Linked DNA regions of Zea mays: regions 1 and 3 are each linked to region 2. A link is a contact called in public Hi-C data. All regions are on one chromosome and are shown on one strand. The core of a region is the stretch at or near the end of the contact, and the rest is flanking DNA. Distances in the headings are between cores, read along the strand shown.

Region 1 (3,193 bases), core at 93-2,592, 180 kb before region 2:
GCATTTCATATAAGAGTGTTCTTTATCAAACACTACCTAATTCTAGCAGCTTCACAATTACTTCCAGCACCAAAAGACCATGGCTCAAATCATCTATAATTTTAACCAGCCTTATAATATCAAGCTTCACACACGGAATTGTAGTGATTACATGATTAGGTAGCAAACAATCAGTAGCATCTGAATACAATCAACAATACACTGACATTAAAAAATTACTACAATACTACACATCTCCTCTGTAGAGATCACCAGACACAGCAGATCAACAATTAACAAGTTAACCAAGCTAATGCCACTTACTTCAGTAGTCATGCTAGTACAAACAAGAACAAACTACAATGCATGGGTTTGAGTGACTTACTACTTCCACGTGGGTGGAAGCTTCTTTGTGCGCTTGTAGTAGCGGGCAAGGCGGTGGATCCTGCTCTCGACAAGAATGAGCCTGAATTTAGAGTCTTTGTCCTTCCTGTTCCTCTCAAGGTGCTTCCTTATCGCCACCGCCTTCTTGATGAGGAAGTACAGGTCCTCCGGGATTTCGGGTGCCAGCCCTACACGAGCACATGAAACATGAATACAGTACAAATCACAAAATGCCAACAAGCCGAGGTGGAGCTTCATTAGGGCCATGGCCCCTCCTAGTTTTGCAATTCTATAAAGGATGCTTCAGTATCTTGGTATATTTTCCTGATGAAGCTTTAGATTTGCTAGCCTCACACTCCATGTACATCAGGCTCCGCCACTGGCAACATGTGAATCGAGCGATAGGGATGTAAATGTAATTCTCACCATGGGCCTTGAGGATGCGGAGGATTTTGCTGCCGGTGACACTCTTGACAAGGGGGATACCGTGCTGGTCACGGAGCAGGACGCCGATCTGCGACGGCATCTGTCCCTTCTTCGCTGCCTTTGTGATCATCTCCTCCACCTACCAGGCGACAACACACGTCAACGAACCAAATCCGCATTCCCAACAATAACGAACCAGACGACGGCCGAATGGAATGGAGTCGAAGGAGAGGAGAAGGCTCTCACGTCGGAGGCGGCGGTCTTCAGCCAGGTAGGAGGCGTCCTCTTGTACGGCAGCGCCGACGACGAGATACCCTTCCTGCGTCACGGAGCCACGCAGCCGCCATCAGCACACAGATTCACCACACTAGAAGCAATACCACCAGTGCTACGAGGAAGAGGACAGGAGGGTTACCCGCGGCTGTGCATACGCCCCATGGCGGCGTTAGAGTGTACTATTCGGACGACGGCGAGCTGGCGCTTGCAGCAGCGGCGGCGGCGCGAATAGGAAAGAGACGCGAGTGCGATAGGAGGGAGACGGATTAGGGTTTTCGATACTATTCAACTTATCTGAGAGATTTTCATCTCGACCCTTATGAATACTATTATTGACAGATATCATGGCAAAAACCGCTTCTACCCTTCTAGGCCGTGACCGTGAGATAGCAATTTTACTTATAGATCCGAAACCCGACCGGTGCACGGGTGAAGATTTTGACCCGTGGTTGCACCGCATCGACCTAAAGTTTTACGGGGTTAACCCATGATGACTCACATACACCCAAAATTTAATTTATTCTTTATTTTATAAAAAAATAATATACAATAGCAGTTATTTGAATAAGTAAATTGGCTAATAATTAATGAAATGTTTTATTCATGCTCAACATGAGAAGACTTAAAATTTGTAGATTTAACTCACTTATTGTTGTTACTTAATTACTTATAGCTAATTTATTGTTTCTAAGTAAAAAACAAATGGGTGACCTCAAAACCACCCGAAACACGATGAGTTCATATGCGGGTTTGGAATTGCACCCGCATGTGCGATAGCAGGCGGTTTCATGTAGACTTCTCAGGTATGATTGCAAACAGGTTTTTGGTCCACCCGACCCAAACCCCACTCGTTATCACCCAGTCGGGAAAATGATCATCGTGGGCCCCGGGGCCCACTAGTCAGTAGAAGTGCGTGGGAAAGGTCCACCCTGAAAAGGACCCGCCTCGTATAAAACCCATGGCACCGAGCCAAGGATCGGGCGAGGCAGAGACACAAAGGGGGTCGGCGGATCTAGAGGAAGCCACTCGGGTGGATTCCATGCCGGACCAGGACTAACCCGATGTGCTGCATTAGCTGCGCCTAGCGCCGAGCCACAGAGGGTGAGTCGGACCACTTCCCACTCATAACCTATGGGCTCCTAGGCCTGTGGCCCATTCATGACCTATTGACCTAGGTCTAAGTGTCATGGCCGCCTACAGGCCCCGCAACATGATGAGTCGCGCCGAGACCTAGGCTACGACGGGCAGGGGTCGGTGCGGCACAGAGATGGTGAAAGGGTGGGCCATTTCCAATTATTTTGGTGATTAAATGCTCAACACATTACTCAGAACTAAAACTCCTCTTATGAGCATGAGCACAAGTGTTTATAAAGCAAATTGAAACAATCAAGTCCAAAAGATTAAGGAAAATAAGAAAGCACTTTTGGGCTTGAAATTGGACATATTGCAAACCTCTATGAATAAAAAAGATAAAGGTATGTTTCTAGCACTTAGTCATTTGTTTTAGGTGCTAACAATGTTCATCTAAGTATTAGGGAACTTCTCAAGTCGAGCCAACATATAGTAAAGAATTTTGGCTAAGTATGGCCAGTCTCGGCCTCACAGGACAGTCACCCGAGACGCGCTCGGGCGAATCATGACTGCGCTCGGACGAGTCGGAGATGCGCTCGGGCGAGTCGTGACTGCGCTCGAACAAGTCGGAGATGCGCTCGAGCGAACCGTGACTACATCTCCCGCCAAGGTCGATCTCGGGCGAATCGGAACCGTGTCTCCCGCCGAGGTTGGCTTCGGTCGAATCGGAATTGCGTCTCTCGCCGAGATTGGTCTCGGGCGAATCAAAACTATGTCTCCTGTCATGGTTGGTTTCGGGGCGAATCGAAACTGCGTATCCCGCCCGAAGTTGACCTCGGGCGAATCGTGACTGCCTCGGGCAAGTCGTGACTACCTCGGGGTGAGTCGTGAATGCCTCTAGAGAGTTGTGGCCTCGGGTGAGGTGTGGTCTCGGGCGAGCTATGGCCTCGGGCGAGTCGGTGTGCCAGACGATCGAAGGCGTACAACGATCGGCTCGGCGGATGAAGGAAACAGATCATTGATTGTTCAATCCTATGCACATAGACAAAGAAGCCAG
Region 2 (3,551 bases), core at 227-2,726:
TACAAGCATGGAGAATGTGAATTGAGCTTAGATAAAAACTAAAACTGCATGAAGTCACGATTAGTTAATATTTGATTGATAATGGAGGAATATATGCCTATGAGACACTAGTTCATGGAAAGGTGGTAACCCTAACAGTTGACACACACACAAAAAAAACTTTTCAGCAAAACTGAAACGTGTGATGGCGGCCATTGGCCAATTCATGTATATGGAAGCAGCTGCTTATCAGCAACATGCTCTGAAAAGAAGCAAATCACTATTGCTGGCTCTTTTATGAATCAAATTACAAGTAGCAGTGACATGGACCAAGAGAAGGAAGTAAATGTGGAGCAACAAGGAATAATCCAATCCAATGAGACTGCTGGACAATTGGACTAGTCGATTGACTAAACCACAGGTCCAAAATCGCTATCTTCACAAGCGAGCAAGTTTTTGGACAATCCCATTGCATGAAATTGAAATGGGAAGACTGGCAATCAACACAACACGGGTAGGCAACAAACATTAGAAATCCTAAAGCAGGCCAATGAAATTTCCAGATTCCAATACAACCTATGACCCAAACAAAAGTAGCACTAGATCAGCATGAATACATAAGCCAGTGCAGATCATAGCAGAGATTCGTTACCAGGCAAGCCAAAATCAGTGACAAAGGAGGCAGACCCACACTTTACATTACAGGTAGCTAAGCAAAAGCACCATCAGCCAGATCTACTAATAATTAATCGTTGATTGGTTGATAATCACACAGCAACCATTATCCGTTTTATCCGAACAGTCTCGGAACGAAGAGGAGGCCAGATTGAATTCAAATGAGCCAGCCATAGAAGGGAAACAAAATGAAATCACGGGGATGGAAGACGAAGTTATTACAGACGAAGAGCGCGCGAGGGTGGATCGGCGGAATGGAGACTCGGAGGGGACGGGATCATTTGGCGACGATGCGGCGGATGAAGTCGTCGTAGCGGATGGTGCCGTCGGGCGCGACGTCGACCTCGCGGATCCACTCGTCGAACTCGTGCACCTCGAGCTTCTCTCCGATGGAGGTGAGGACGTGGCGGAGGTCGGCGACGGCGACGGTGCCGGAGCCGTCCTTGTCGAGGACGCGGAAGGCGTCGCGGAGCGGGCGGTCGAAGGGCTCGGGCCTGAGGTGGGCGCGCATGAGGCCGAGGAAGCGCGGGAAGTCGAAGGGCGCCGTGAGCTTCTCCTGCGCGGCGATGTCCCGGAGCTGCGCCTGGGTTGGGTTCCCGCCGAGGGAGCGCATGAGGACGCCCAGCTCCGTGGGAGCGATGCGGCCGTCCCCGTCCGTGTCGAACAGCGTGAAGGCCTCCCGCATCGAGGCGATCTGCTCCTCTGTCAGGTCCTTGCCGCCCATCGCCGCCGCTGGGGTCGTCGGATCGGGGAGCCTGAAGGGGGAAGGAGAAAAGGAGAGGAGAGGCGTGTGGCCGTGTGGGCAAGGGCAACTGATTTGGGTGGTCTGGTGGTCGCCGGTGTGGGCGGGTGTCGGGAACAGAACACACCACACACCTTGTCCCGTCTTGTCTCGTCTGGGTGGGCTCGTGGTGGACTTGGGAGGTGCTGGACGAGGCCCACGAAAGGCGAGCCTTTTCATTTTTACATTTTTTTTTAAAAAGTAAAATTTTTAAAACTAGAGAAAATTGGATTCATGCCCTCAAAAGAACCAAATTTGAGATATATATCATTAAAAGAATTTACTTCAGATATATACCATTGAAAGGTGTAAGTTTTTAGCTGCTTAGCTGTGAACTCCACGTTAACTGAGAGTATGACGTCGGGGAGGTAGGTCTGGGAGGTTGGGAAGCACGCCCGTCCAGGTGACCACCGAGGAGATAGGGCAGCACTGTCATTTCCTATATATAAAAGCTGGTAGAAAACGTGGCTTCCTAACCTATCCACATCGTTGGAAATGTCCGTAGTCATTCATTCGTGGATGCTCACATTCGTCGCGTGCTCTCTCGTGCGTCCGTCGTTTTCATCGCCTCTGGACACTTCCACCTTCTACCGCACCGTCATGTATTGTGAAGCTTCCAGCAGGTGCTCCACCCCTCCCCTCTCTGATAAACGCTGTCGCCCGCCATTCCCCCATCCATCCATTTCATCTAAACGCTGCCGACAGGGTGTTGTTCTTGGCCAGGAGCCCTATGCTCCCTGCACTTTCCTGCCATGGCACGCTAGAGATCCATCCCCCTCCCATCCACGTGAACCAATGCGAGGAGACCATCCCCTCTTTCTCAAACGCCCCCCCTCCCGCTGTTGGGGCACCCCCCGACCTAGGGCTCACGGGCGAGCGCCCCTAGCGACCCGAGACACCTCCCTCTCTCCATGTGGCCTGACTGTGATTTGGGCGTGGCTTGCAGCCCTCCTTGCCGGTGACCCGAGGCTTGCGTGCAAGCGCCGAACGGATGAATCAAGTGTAGGGCCTTCGCCACCATGTCATAAAATCAGTTAACTATTTTTCCACTTAGTCTACTTGCTTCATCTCGATTTTCCATATTTCTGATATGCTTATGTTTGCTGAGTCTTTCTGTAGAAATCTTTATGAGACTATTGAAAGGTATCGTAAATCACTTAAGAAAAGACAATCTGGTGAGTATTCTTTATTTCGGAAGTACAATATTATTTTATTAATTGCGTTGACTAGAATCCTTATGAGCTTCAATATCTTGCATATGTTTTGCAGTTGCACACATCAATGCATGCCGATATTCTTCATGAAAAGCATTTGCAATAAAATTTTAGTTGATGTAGATTTATTCTTATGAGTTATGACATTCCAGTTTGTTCTTTCTATACAAAGCAAATCTTCCTCCAATATTCCAAGCGTAATACAAAAAATTCTTAGCAGCTTAACAAAATGAAAAAAGTGCAGTAGCTAAATTGTATATTTTCCTGGCAATGTATTTCCTACCAAGTAGGTTTACAAGGTTTATTGCTTTAGTTATAATTTTGAAAACTTAATCTGAGGAATGGATCCTGTGTGCTAGAGAAGTATTTTTTTAAGGAATGGATCCTCAACGAAATGGACACCCTTACAATAGGTGACCTTTTTTAGCAATTTCTTTTTCTAAATTACAATGTTTAGCTGTCTATGTGAAATGTTAGCAAAGGTTATGTTGTATCCTTATTGGTTTAAATGTTTCTCCTTAATAACCAATCCTTACTTTGGAAACATATTATTCTCTTTGAATTTCACTATGTGTTCATTGATCACCACCTTGCAGGATGACAAGGATGAGTACAACGAAAATAGGAGATCTGATGGAAAATGGGGTGATTCAAGAAGTCGACTAAATGGAAGTTACTCCGATCATCAAAGTAATAATGGTACCTACTTGCTTACTAGAGAAAAGCTTCGAGTGTTTCCTCAGAGTGTTTTGGAATCCTTGATTGGATATGTCGCTATATGATGAAGAACATCTCATCTGTTGCAATGTTCCACTTCCACGGTCTTCTCCCTGTTAGCTCTCACGTCCCTTTCTCATTCCCCTTCATGAAGAGCTACCATCCCTCTGCATCGCCTCTTTGTT
Region 3 (3,448 bases), core at 944-3,443, 180 kb after region 2:
GCCAATGCCACGTGAAATCCTGTGAGTGGCTTTACCAGTAGTTGTGTCAGCCTCTTTATTTTCTTCCAGCGTAAACTAGTGCATTAACAAATATGATCACCATTACACATTTGGATCCTACAAATATACAGATGAAAAAAATAGCATTCATGAGATATACTTACTCCATCTGCACCAGTCCTCCTAGTTGTTGAAGATGTATAACATGCTCCATTTGGACCACCATATGTAACAGTTGAACTCTGAAACATAAATGTCTGAGGCTGTGGACGTGATGTGTTAACTCTGCTGAACTCCCTCCCAAATTGTCCATGCTTAGGTCTTTTATTATCTGCTAAAAAATGTGTATGCATTAGTAGCCTCCACTTGTAATGTGAATTCTTTACACCATACACTGAGAGGATATTCTAAAAATATACTCTGCTAAACAGAATAAAATAGCATGTTAGCCTGTCACCGTAAATGTAAATTCAAATGATTGCTTAATGCAAACATGAACAATGAATAGTAAGATGCCCAATAGGATACATGAACTGACCTTCTTCATCATCTGGGTCCTCCACATATGGCTCTTTGCTTTCCCTTTGATGCTTCCTAAAGTTACCATTCTTCTTCTCGCCTTCTTCATCATCATCTACATCATCCTCATCATCTGAAGATAACTCCTTGATAATTGGCCCTTTAGGCCTGCTTGGTTCAGGGGCCTGCTGAATGAAACCACTGCCATTGCTGATACCTTGACCGAGATGTGTCTGGCTTCCAAACATGCCTCCATTGAGATTGCCATGGGGCGCAAACATACTTGGTCCAAGCAAGCTAGGTTGCACCATGCTGCCGAAGGGGTTCATGAAGCTAGGTTGCATCATGCCGCTGAAAGGGGCTGAGAAACTAGTCTGCATCATGCTACCAAAGGGGTTTGTGAAGAAAGGGTCGTCAAAGGGATTTGCGCCACCAAAAAAACCAGGCATAAGGCTCCCTGGTTGTCCAAAGCCACCGGAACCACCAGAAGGGTCCCCGAAACCGAATAAGCCCTGCCTCCCACCTCTTCCCCCTTGCATCTTCTGTTACAGCACCTTACCTAATACAGGCAACATGTGTTAAACAATCGTGTGTCGTGTAGACAGTAAGATAACAGTCGCATAACTCCAGCCTGAGCTCCAGCTCAAAAATCATCAATTCACATGGACAAGTGGCAGCATGGTCCAAATAGGTAAATATATAGCAAACCATAGTGTTAATAACTGAAAATTGCAACATCACACAATCAACTGGAGTCCAGATACTCCTTGTCCCAAGACCAACCTTCATGAATTAGGGGATGAAACATGGCGCCCAAAAACTCATTGGCAGCAATGACATTAACTCTACAATATCATATCTGCAGTAAACCAGTGCTGGAAGAGTGGCAGCTATCCATTTCGAGGAAGCAGACCTACAGCCGGAGGCGGAGCTTAATTAAGAGCAAGCTGCCCAACGTAATTTTCACTGTCTATCTATACGGTAATTTTTGGTACTGTTTATCAATGTTTAGTGATCAATTACTTAGGCTTTCTTCCCCACCACCAAAATGCCCATACAGCAGCTAAGCTAGACAGGCGAAACTATCCCTCCCTCGTCAACCCAGTGCCGGTGAAACGCAGAGCAGAGAACACATGACTTCGTACGCATCCAACATCGCCTTCGGACACCCTACGACCACGCATAAATAAAGTAATTCCCCCGACATGCGCTAGTAGTCTACTACCAGTGCCATCACCCAGACATCATAGGAAATCACACAGTATGTGCCTCGGGCATCAGACGACAAGCAGATACCATGACAAACCTCTGCTTTCCGCAAGGACAGCACTAGCCGTACGCAGTTGGTTTTCTCTACCCGAAAAAAAACAAAATCGAAATGATCACAGAGCCAGAGAAGCGGACGGACCCAGCGTCGCTCGGCACGTCGGACTCGAAACGGACGATCCCTCACTACAGAAAAACGTCGCGCAGATCACCGAGACTTGCACGAACAAGCAACCGAAATCATGGGGCAAATCGCATAGACGGGGCCGGGGAAATCAAAGAGACAGACCTGAAATCTCTGGGGCGCGCGAAGGGATCCGTCCGATCGGACCAGACGGTAGCTCTCAAGGTCTGGGGAATGGCGAACGCGAGCAAGGCAGCGGTTGGGCGAGGCAAAGGTGTGCCCGTGTGGAGCAGCGGTGGAGGTGGAGCCGTGGAGGCGGAGATGAAGGAACCGGAAGGGAGAGTTCCAGAAGGCTAGAAGTGGGCGCCGGCCCATTGAGCCCCAGTTATGCTAGACCCGCATGTATTGGCCCACACTTTGTGGATCAGGTTACTTACATTCACGGCTAAGCCCATGCGGCCCGGTTCTTCTTCTGGTTTCCACTGTTGCGACTGTTGAGAACTACGTTACCACGGATCACCAGATCCGCTCCCTTCTCTCCCGCCAGCAGTAGAGGCGCAAGAAGATGTAGAGAACCCGTCTCCCTTCCCATAAGCACGACAGAGGAAACACACGAGACACTGGATATATGGTTGGGCCTCTGGCCTCTTTCTGATCTCTGTATTATGAGGGGGTGTACAGGTTCCTTATATAGAGATGTGAGACCCATCAGGGGCAAAGTCGGTATTTGCCCACATAACCCTAACTAGGGTTACTTAACACTCCCCCTTGGACGAATACCGCGACCAACACATGCCTCGTTAAAACTCCGAAAAACCCAGTGGAAAAAATGTGGAGAAAGAGTGCATGGTGATACAAATTGCATTTGCACTTTGTTGCCTCGTTAAAAACCTCATGTGAGAAACTTCAAGAAAACTCACCAAGGGAAAAAGAGTACAACAACTGTCACCGGGACAGATTTCGATCATTTGGGATCTAGATTCTATCGAATCTTCTACAAGGGCTAACTTTAGAAATATGCTCCCCCTGATCCTTGCAAAACCATATCAATAAGGCAAAACATCTTCTTCTAGAAGTATATGCACATAAAGATTTAGCAAACGGATTGCATATCCTTGCAAGGACTATTTCAGGAACTTTACCTCTACTCACTTCTAGGATATACGAGGTAAGTGCACGTATCAATATAAATAAGCCACTTTGATTGATGGTGTTCGATCGACTAGATCTATATATATGATAGAAAGTTCCATAAAGGTTCACATATTGATCATCAAGCTCACGCCTTCAGGGCATAGAATATGACAATTATTGTCTCACGGTTGTGATCAATATAAGCATTCGCTCCCCCTGACGATGACATCTGTTAAAGTCGTTATCCCTCATAATTCAAGCATATTCTTCAAGATATATATCTCATTGTTCATCTGGAATAACGAGAATGGATGAGGTTGGGGTGCTATCATTTTCTATCTTACACCACAATTTATACATAGTTGTGCAAAGCCAATAACATGTCCTTCAATAGGACTTAGGGGA

The links. Hi-C and Micro-C count contacts between places; a contact is called where the count stands out from the background.
Region 1: a contact with region 2 is called in a Hi-C map of leaf, with 5 times the contacts expected there. The contact joins the promoter of LOC100272255 here to the promoter of LOC100272455 in region 2. A contact is called at or near these places in 2 of 25 Hi-C or Micro-C datasets (leaf and tassel).
Region 3: a contact with region 2 is called in a Hi-C map of ear, with 2.6 times the contacts expected there. The contact joins the promoter of LOC100276696 here to the promoter of LOC100272455 in region 2. A contact is called at or near these places in 5 of 25 Hi-C or Micro-C datasets (bundle sheath, ear, endosperm and 2 more).

What each region holds. Positions count from the first base shown.
Region 1 is chr4:39,781,441-39,784,633 of Zm-B73-REFERENCE-NAM-5.0, reverse strand. LOC100272255 (ribosomal protein13) reads right to left here and starts at 1,342. Exons shown (of 5, transcript NM_001374568.1): 1 at 1,205-1,342; 2 at 1,036-1,108; 3 at 790-928; 4 at 365-551. The coding sequence starts at 1,227.
Region 2 is chr4:39,604,793-39,608,343 of Zm-B73-REFERENCE-NAM-5.0, reverse strand. It overlaps LOC100272455 (calmodulin), which reads right to left and starts at 1,476. Exons shown (of 1, transcript NM_001146929.1): 1 at 651-1,476. The coding sequence starts at 1,378. The coding sequence ends at 932. LOC103653127 (a long non-coding RNA gene) reads left to right here and starts at 2,037. Exons shown (of 3, transcript XR_002268700.2): 1 at 2,037-2,437; 2 at 2,555-2,610; 3 at 3,246-3,551.
Region 3 is chr4:39,429,534-39,432,981 of Zm-B73-REFERENCE-NAM-5.0, reverse strand. LOC100276696 reads right to left here and starts at 2,193. Exons shown (of 7, transcript NM_001150423.1): 1 at 2,075-2,193; 2 at 539-1,078; 3 at 165-331; 4 at 1-75. The coding sequence starts at 1,058.